2 separate regions of the Triticum aestivum genome follow, and region 2 is linked to region 1. The links are chromatin contacts, called in public Hi-C maps. All regions are on one chromosome and are shown on one strand. Each heading gives the region's core, a stretch centred on a gene start, on an enhancer-like site or on the middle of the called end of the contact. The rest is flanking DNA. Distances are from core to core; before and after follow the strand shown. Region 1 holds the start of LOC123152532. Region 2 has its middle 11 kb from the start of LOC123150575.

Region 1 (4,645 bases), core at 1,035-3,534:
TAGGGTGTGCTAGGCGCCAAGTACTTACTTGATGGTGATGTGCGAAGGATGTGCTTGCGGGTAGGTCTGCTCCTCACAGCCAATCCCAGCTTCCCCATTGGTCAAAGACGAATGGTGTACATGTGCTTAGGGGACGCTTTACCTTGGCGAGGAGGTTCTTTTGCGGGCCGTGCACCGTCATGCTCCACGTGCGTCGAGTATCCAATCTCGTCAAACTGCCCAATGTTGACGATGTTGCTCTCCAGGCGGGAAATTCAATACACATTCTTTAATTCACGGTGGTGGCTACCCGTCGCGGCGAACAAGATAATGCCTTGTCTACATTCCTCCACCACGGAGTCCTCGCCGAACTTCACCATGCCCATCACCGTACTGTTTCATGTGGTCCAACGAAGACAGAAGCGTTGACAGTCATTTGGTTTGACACACCGGCGTCAAGGTACCAGGGCACATCAACGTCACCAGAGGCATGCCGAAGCTTGATGCGAGCTCACTCTTCATTGAGGAAGACGCACTCGTACTCTGCCATGGCAGCTGGAATGGAGTTGCTGCAATGGCAACATTGGGCACGATTGCTACCATTGCAGCCTTTCGGGGCAAAAGCCATGCCATGGCAGGATTTCCTACCGCGATGACTGCTGATAAGGATGTTGTCATTGCAATGCTTTGGGCGATTCCGCTACCATGGCAGGACTTTGCGCTGTGGTGGCAAGGTGTGTTGTGCACTCCTGCAGCAGCAGCAGCGTTGACTTCGTCGGCCTACACCAGGTGAGCCTCCTCCTGCTTCTTGCGGCAATCACTTGCCCAGTGGCCTAGCTTTCCACAATAGCGACACTTCTCGCGGCCGCCGCTTCTCGGCTGACCTTGGCTTTTGCGTCCGCCGCTGAACTTAGCTCGGGAGCACCCTCCACCACCACCACCACCACGGCAAGAGCTATTGTTGCCTGAGGTGTTGCTGCTGCCAGAGAACCCGCCTTGGTTGTACCTATACTATCGCACAACCTACTGCTCCTCAGCTAGCACTAGGCAGTTGCCGCCCTGGCTAGATCCATCCAGCCTGTGTCATACCTCTGCCGTGTTGAACCATCTCGTCAGCTCCTCGATGGAGAGTGCAGAGTGGTCGAACGGGGTCTATGTAGAGGGCGACATGTGAGTAGTGCGGCGAGACAGCCCAGAGAAATTTCTCCGAGGTTTCTTCCTGCAGCTAATCACCAGGTACTGCTAGATTGTTCATCATACCGTTGAGCCATAGGGCGAAATCATCGAAGAAGCTGCGGAAGTTTGAGTAGCGCATAACTACTCAACAGTATGAATTAGAAAACCTCATCCGAGTGCATAACTCTATGACCGCAACATAGTAAGGAAGTAAGTGCACAGGCATTTGGCACTGCCTCTACCATTACCATCCTGATTTCCTCTAGACTAACGAAGCACCAGAATTGTTCTCTGACGGTAGAAAAGCCTAGAAATTCTCCTCTTTCGCACTGACAGAATAATAGTACATTGTCTTATTGAAACGAGCTGTGCATAATGACTTGATCAAGAAAGATAGAGAGATCCAGAGTCCTCACCTAGCAGGTTTCTCGGTAGCCAGCCCCATCCCGTTCCACGGGAAGTTTCCCCCCTTTTCGTCAGCTTGCTCATTCGCCCCGGCACGTCCCCTCCTCTTGTTCCCCAGCCTCCCAGGGTTTCCATACACGATCTTGCCGCATCCAGCCCTGGAGAAGCCCTCCCTCTCGTCCTCCATCCAATGTTTCCCCTTCCCCTCCCTCTCCCCCTCGACCTCTGCCCCTTCCACAACCTTCCTCCTCGCCGCGGCTGCGCTGGCCTTCCGCTCCCTCTCCCCGAGGATCGCGCCGATGGGGAAGATGTCGGGGGAAACGGAGAGCGGGGCCTGAAGAGTGACGTAGGCCTTCTTGTAGTCTGGCTTGGCGGCGAGGAAGGGTCCCCGGCGGTGCTTCTTGCCCTCCATGTTGAGGGTGCGGACTTCGGCGATGTTGAAGCCGTAGACGGACTCGAGGCAGCGGCGGATGTCGACCTTGGAGGCGGAGGGGACGGTCCTCACAGCGAACTCCTGGACGGAGGTCAGGGGGGCCGGGGGGAGCATGAGCTTGATGGGGAGGTTGGCGAAGTGGAGCACGCGGCGGCCCAGCCTGCTACCCATGGCCGGATGCGGCGGCGAAGGGTGGCCGGATGCGGCGGCGGAGGAGGGCGTAGGGTTTAGAGAGTGAAAATGGTTCGGTTCGGGTTCAGCGGCTCAGGCGAAGGACTCGGGACAAGAGAGACTATTGGGCTTGGTTCGGCTGTAGCGACCAAAAATGCCCACAAGCAAGCATTCGCGGCATTGGGCGGGCCCAAGCGCACGGGAGGCCACAGCCACATTTTATTGTTTCTTTTTCACGTTCTTAGTTTTTGTTTTCTGCTTTACTCTTTTACTTTTGTTATTTATACACTTCCAAACGTTATAAATAAATATATTAACAAACAAATCTACATAAAAACATTTGTAACAAATGGTAACCAAGTATTTGAAAAATAATAAATGTGTATAGAGAAAATGTTTCTCCTGTGTATGGAAAAAATGTTAATCAAGCATTTGAAAAAATGTTTAAAATGTTTATCAAGCTTTCGAAGTAAAACATCAAGCCGGAACATTTTCAGCACCCTCCGGCTCGGTTTTCTCTCTGAAACATTTCCGGAAGGTCCCGGAACATTTTCAGCACCCTCCAAAATTGTTTCGGAGTAAAACATCAAGTCGGAAAATTTTCGGAATACGTACGATTTTGGAGGGTGCTGAAAATGTTCCGGGACCTTCCAGAATTTTGCGAGAGAGAAAGCGAGCGAAAAACACCATGTTCCCGCCAGGGCGACAAGATTCCCCTTTTCGTGGGGAGTTATTTTTCGGTGGGGGCCCCTTTTGGGGATCAGCCCATAATTGATAGAAGCTTGTTGGGGGCATGGTGGGGGCAGCCTCATAGAAATATGCCCTAGAGGCAATAATAAAGTTGTTATTATTATATTCCCTTATTCATGATAAAGGTTTATTATTCATGCTAGAATTGTATTGATCTAAAACTTAAATACATGTGTGGATACATAAACAAAATACTGTGTCCATAGTGAGCCTCTATTAGACTAGCTCGTTGATCAAAGATGGTTAAGGTTTCCTAACCGTAGACATGTGTTGTCACTTGATAATAGGGTCACATCATTAGGAGAATGATGTGATGGACACGACTCATCCGTTAGCTTAGCGTAATGATCGTTCTGTTTTATTGCTATTGCTTTCTTCATGTCAAATACATATGTCTTCGACTATGAGATCATGCAACTCCCGGATACCGGAGGAATTCCTTGTGTGCTATCAAATGTCACAACATAACTAGGTGATCATAAAGATGCACTACAGATATCTCTGAAGGTGTCTGTTGAGTTGGCATAAATCGAGATTAGGATTTGTCACTCCGTGTATCGGAAAGGTATCTCTTGGCCCTCTCGGTAATGCACATCACAAGAAGCTTGCAAGCAAAGTGACTAATGAGTTAGTTACGAGATGATGTATTATAGAACGAGTAAAGAGACTAGCCAGTCACGAGATTGAACTAGGTATGAAGATACCGACGATCGAATCTCGGGCAAGTAACATACCGACAGACAAAGGGAATTACGTATGATGTCCTAAGGTTCGACCGATAAAGATCTTCATGGAATATGTAGGAACCAATATGGGCATCCAGGTTCCGCTATTGATTATTGACCGGAGAGGCGTCGCAGTCATGTCTACATCATTCTCGAACCCGTAGGGTCCGCATGCTTAATGTTCGTTGACGATATAGTATTATATGAGTTATGTGATTTGGTGACCGAATGTTGTTCGGAGTCCCGGATGAGATCACAGACATGACGAGGAGCTTCGAAATGGTCCGGAGGTAAAGATTGATATATAGACGATGCTATTTGGTCACAGAAAGGTTTCGGAGTGTATCGGTAGTCATCGGATCACCGGAAGGGGTTCTGGGAAGCCCCGGGAGGTTAATGGGCCTTATGGGCCAAGAGGGGGAACACACCAGCCCACAAGGGGCTGGCATGCCCCTTCCCTTGGCCGACGGCCCTATGGACGGACAGGGGGAGGGCTAGCCCCTCTTTCCTTCCCTCCACATAAGAGGAAGGAAAGGGGGTGCCACCTCCTCCTGCCTTCCCCCCACAGGCAAACAAGGAAGGGGGTGCCAAAGGGTAGGCGCCCAAGGGGCCCGGCCGGCCACCTTGGGCCACCCCTTGGCTGCAACCCCCCCATCTCTCTCTCTCTCTCTATATATATATATATATATATATATATGTGTGTGTGTGTGGGGGGGGGGGGGCACCACACAAACCCACGACAATCACTTAGCCGTGTGCGGCACCCCTCTCCAAAGTTTAGTCCTCTGTCTAGTTTTCCGCAATGCACGACGAAGCCCTGCGGGAACGAGTTCACCACCACCGTCACCACATGAAGGAAATATGCCCTAGAGGCAATAATAAAGTTTTTATTTTATATTTCCTTATTCATGATAAATGTTTATTATTCATGCTAGAATTGTATTGATCGGAAACCTTAATACATGTGTGAATACATAGACAAACACTATGTCCCTAGTGGGCCTAT
Region 2 (5,334 bases), core at 1,760-4,259, 290 kb after region 1:
GAGTTGAGCCAATGGAAGTTCTCCGAATGCAAGGACTCGAAAAGGTGAATGACTCTCATGATATCATTTTTAATGATGCCCCAACATTTCTTGTAGAAGGTGCCCGTGTAGCCATCCGGCCCCGGTGCCTTATCGCCGGGCATGTCGTTGATAGAAGCTCTAACTTCTTCCTCCGATATGGCCTCCTGAAGCTCACGCAAGTCCTTTGGAATGATGTTGAGTTCATCCCAGTTGAAGTCAATGTGACTGTGACTCCCTTTTCCCAAAACATTCAAGAAGTGCTCGTGAATGATGGACTCCTCAGCGTCGTGCTCAGTCACCCAACCAAGCCCATGCCTTATTCGCTGGATGTGATTCTTTCGTCTTCTTGCATTTATGCGCCGGTGAAAAAACTTTGTGTTTGCGTCACCCTCCTTCAGGTTTGAGATCCTCGCACATTGCTTTTTCCGAGCCCTGACAAGGATGGCTAGGCTCACGACCCTCCTTTTGAGGTCAGCCCGGAGGTCACGCTCATTGGCAGATAGCCGTCGATTATCCTGAGCAATGTCAAGATGAAGGATCACCAAATTAGATGCATGAATGTGACACCCCCGATTTGACCGTACACTAATCATACACGCAAACGTGTACGATCAAGATCAGGGACTCACGGGAAGATATCACAACACAACTCTAAAAATAAAATAAGTCATACAAGCATCATATTACAAGCCAGGGGCCTCAAGGGCTCGAATATAAGAGCTCGATTATAGACGAGTCAGCGGAAGCAACAATATCTGAGTACAGACATAAGTTAAACAAGTTTTCCTTAAGAAGGCTAGCACAAACTGGGATACAGATCGAAAGAGACGCAGGCCTCCTGCCTGGGATCCTCCTAAACTACTCCTGGTCGTCGTCAGCGGGCTGCACGTAGTAGTAGGCACCTCCTGAGTAGTAGTAGTCATCGTCGACAGTGGCGTCTGGCTCCTGGGCTCCAATGTCTGGTCGCAACAAACGGGTATAGAAAGGGGGAAAAGAGGGAGCAAAGAAACCGTGAGTACTCATCCAAAGTACTCGCAAGCAAGGAGCTACACTACATATGTATGCATTGGTTTCAAATGGAATAAGGGTATCATATGTGGACTGAACTGCAGAATGCCGGAATAAGAGAAGGATAGCTAATTCTTTCGAAGACTACGCTTCTGGTAACCTCCATCTTGCAGCAGGAGAAGAGAGTAGATGACAAGTTCACCAAGTAGCATCACATATCATAATCCTAACCGATGATCCTCCCCTCGTCGCCCTGTGAGAGAGCGATCACCGGTTGTATCTGGCACTTGGAAGGGTGTGTTTTATTAAGTATCCGGTTCTAGTTGTCATAAGGTCAAGGTACAACTCCAAGTCGTCCTGTTACCGAAGATCACAGCTATTCGAATAGATTAACTTCCCTGCAGGGGTGCACCACATAACCCAACACGCTCGATCCCATTTGGCCGGACACACTTTTCTAGGTCATGCCCGGCCTCGGAAGATCAACACGTCGCAGCCCTACCTAGGCACAACAGAGAGGTCAGCACGCCGGTCTAAATCCTATGGCACAGGGGTCTGGGCCCATCGCCCATTGCACACCTGCACGTTGCGAGGGCGGCCGGAAGCAGACGTAGCCTAGCAGGCGTTCCAGTCCAATCCGGCGCGCGTCGCTCAGTCGCTGACATCACGAAGGCTTCGGCTAATACCACGACGCCGAGTGCCCATAACTGTCCCCGCGTAGATGGCTAGTGTGTATAGGCCAGTGGCCAGACTTAGATCAAATACCAAGATCTCGTTAAACGTGTTATCTTGAAATAACCGCGAACGCCGATCAGGGCCAGGCCCACCTCTCTCCTAGGTGGTCTCAACGTGCCCTGTCGCATCGCCACAAAGATCCACACAGAGGGCTGTTGGGAAAGTATGTCCTTCCAGCCCCCAATTCGTGAATCAATCGCGGGTACTCCTCGAGCCAACCCGACTTTAGTCATCACATGTATCATATATAAAGTATATAGTATATACCCGTGATCACCTCCCGAGAGATCACGGCCCGATAGTATAGCATGGCAGATGGACAAGAGTGTAAGGCTACTGGTGATAAACTAGCATCCTATACTAAGCATTAGGATTGCAGGTAAAGGTAACAACAGTAGTAGCAAGGACAGGCTATGCATCATGATAGGATTAACGGAAAGCAGTAACTTGCTACACTACTCTAATGCAAGAGTAGAGAGAAGAGTAGGCGATATCTGGTGATCAAAGGGGGGGGCTTGCCTGGTTGCTCTAGCAAGAAAGAGGGGTCGTCAACACCGTAGTCGTACTGGGTAGCAGCGGCGTCGGTCTCGGTGTCTAGCGAGAGAAGAGGGGGAAGAAACAATAAATATTAAGCAAACAGATGCATAGTGATGCATGACATGACAAGTATCGGTGCTAGGGGTGCCCTTACGCGGTACGAGGTGGTACCGGTGAAGGGGGGAAACATCCGGGAAAGTATTCCCGATGTTTCGCATTTTCGGACAGATGAACCGGAGGGAGAAAATTGCGTGTTCGCTATGCTAGGGATGTGTGGCGGACGAACAGGCCGCATATTCGGATTCATCTCATCGTTCTGAGCAACTTTCATGTACAAAGTTTTTCCATCCGAGCTAAGGTTTATTTTATATTAATTTTAAAAGATTTAAATCATTTTTAGGATCTATTTAATTAATTAAATCAAACATTATCCAGAATAGTGTTTGCTGACGTCATCATGATGTCAGCAGTTGACTTGGTCAACCTGACAGGTGGGTCCCGTTCGTCATTGACACATTTAGTTAGCAGGTTAATTAAACAGGGTCTATTAATTTAATTAGTGGTTAGGTTAATCTAATCAGGATTAAATAGTTTAATTAATTCTTTAATTAATTAATTAAGATTAATTAATTGTTTAATTAATTAATTTTATTTATTTTTAATCTCTTTTTTAATGTTCCAGGGGCGGGCCCCATGTGCCATAGGCACAAGGGCCATAGTGGATTCAGGCAGCGGTTAACGGGGCGGGCGCTGGTTGCGGGCGCTCGTGCCCGAGGCCACCAGGGGCGGGGAACAACCACGCGCCCAGGAGGGCGAGCGCCGGCGGCCATGGCGCAGCTGGAGCCGCGGGGGGGGGGGGACCGGTGGCCGGAGGGGGCGCAGAGGGGCGAGGTGGGACTGGCGACAGAGGTAGACGAGGGTGAGGTGCAGGTAGCGCGCGGGCCGCAGCAGCAGGGCAGTGCGGTCACGGGCGGCGCGTGGGCGTGCGCAGCTACGGGGAGCCGCGACCAGGGAGGCTGCGTAGGAGGAGGGTGCAGGGGAGCGCCTGGGCGACGGCGGCCATGGGCGTAGGCAAAGGGCGACTGCGGCTTCGGTCGCGGCGACGACGACAGCTATGAAACGGCGGCGAGGGTGCTCGAGCTTGAATCTGAGCTCGGGAATAAACGGGGAAGTGGCGGAGCTCACATTGAGGCTGCAGATGTGCTTAGTGGGCTCGGGGAAGGCTCAGAGGTGCCAGAATCGACGGCGAAGCTCGACGAGGCGGATGAAGAACAAGGCGGTGCGTGGCTCGACGTGGTGGCTTTCGAGAGAGAGATGGCGTCCGCGAGGTGGTGGTGGGACGAGGCGGTGATGCAGCGGCGGCGGTTGGCGTCGGTGCGACAAGCACGACGTCCTGCGGAGCTCGGGGAAGACGGGCACGGTGCCGGAGGGTGAGGAAGCAGGCCGGGAGAGGGCGGCGAGGACGAGGCGTTCGGCGAGGTCCGGCGACGGGGCCGGGGCGGCAGCAGGCGGCGACATTGGGAGAGAGTGCGTTGGCGCCGGGGACGCATCAGGGGCGGGCGTGAGCACCCGGTTCCCGATCTGGATCGGGGAAGGGAGGGAGAGAGACGTGGGAAAGAGTGGGGGGGTCGTGCGGGGTGAGTGGGGGGTGTGCGCTAGGGTTCCTGTGGGTGGGGGCATGTAGGCCAGGCGCGGGGTGGGCCGGCTGGTCAGCTGGGCCGGCCGACTGGGCTGAGGTCCAGTTGACCATAGGGGGCTGTTATTTCTTTTTTTACCTTGCTTTGACTTTTTAATTTACTTTTCCTTATTTTCCTTTTACTGGTTTAATTTTATTTTGGTTTAGTAAAATATGATGATAGCTCCTAGAATAATGTTCGAGAATAACCCACTACCACAAAAGGTTTTAACCCCAAATAAAATAGTGTAGTATTTGAGAAAATACCAAAGGCATTTAAATAATGTTTTTGGCTACCGTTTAAATCATTTTAGTACATTTATACATTATATAATAATGTGGATTCTTCATCATAATCACATATGCATTATCTGGCACAACCCGAACATTTTGGTTTTAACATTTGAAAACTTTTGAGGTTTTCCTTTATTTAAATTTGAATTTGAATCGTTTTTGAACCATCGCGAGATTAACAACAGTAACCAAGGTGACGTGGCATCATTAATGTGTGATTACTGTAGCCTAATTATCCGGGCGTCACAATGAAGTTGGATCTTGGCTTTAGGGAATAGACATTCTACTCCATTCCGCCAACCGGGTGGCCGTCTTTTTTAGCTTGTGAAACAAGACTTGGCACGGCTCCATGTGCCCCATGGGCTCGTCCCAAGCCTTTTGCACAATATCATAGAATCCGGGCATGGATACCAAAAAATTCTCAAATTTGAAGGTTCTGGGCCTCCTAGGCCCCCTAACGTCGGCAAGCAGGAGGGGACAATGGTCGGAGAGTGAAGACGAGAGGGCATGTAACACATGGGTGTTGAAGGTGGTGTCCCACTCAGCATTGCAGAAAAAAGTGTCGAGCTTGCACAAGGTTGGGTTCACCCTCTCGTTACTCCAAGTGAACCTCCGGTTTTGAAGGTGAATTTCCTTTAGGACGCAACTTTGTAGGGCATTACGAAAGTGGATGATCCGACTCCTGTTGAATTTCCTCTTGTTTTTATCTCTGGCCTGATATATTTGGTTGAAGTCCCCGGAGGCCAACCAAGCAACACCGGGAGGTGGGATTTGGCTAACAAGCTCGGCAAAGAAAGCGTCTTTGCTAGCGGCATCGGTGGGCCCATAAAGGGATGTAAGCTTGAATACTACCTCAGTCTCCCGAATCCTGACCATGGCAGAGATGCAGTGGTTGGTAGTGGCGACGTGAGTCAGCTCAACCAGGTGGTCATCCCACAAGATAAGGATGCCACCCCTAGTTCCTTCGGCTGGTTTTTGCGCGAAATTCCAAAACCTGGAACCACCAAGAGAGGTAGCCATGAACTGGTCAACATTGGACAGCTTCGTATCCTGGAGACAGATGA

What was found. Hi-C and Micro-C count contacts between places; a contact is called where the count stands out from the background.
Region 2: a contact with region 1 is called in a Hi-C map of leaf, with 5 times the contacts expected there. The contact joins the enhancer-like site here to the promoter of LOC123152532 in region 1. A contact is called at or near these places in 2 of 5 Hi-C or Micro-C datasets (both in leaf).

What each region holds. Positions count from the first base shown.
Region 1 is chr7A:290,983,407-290,988,051 of IWGSC CS RefSeq v2.1, forward strand. It overlaps LOC123152532, which reads right to left and starts at 2,285. Exons shown (of 2, transcript XM_044572058.1): 1 at 1,572-2,285. The coding sequence starts at 2,164.
Region 2 is chr7A:291,275,117-291,280,450 of IWGSC CS RefSeq v2.1, forward strand. No RefSeq gene overlaps it. Among protein-coding and RNA genes, the nearest start is that of LOC123150575, 11 kb to the left of the region's middle. Within about 2 kb of position 3,010, at least 4 of the 8 cell types and tissues checked have an H3K27ac peak or open chromatin away from gene starts, as enhancers often do. A contact at or near this core is called in leaf, where this site is marked.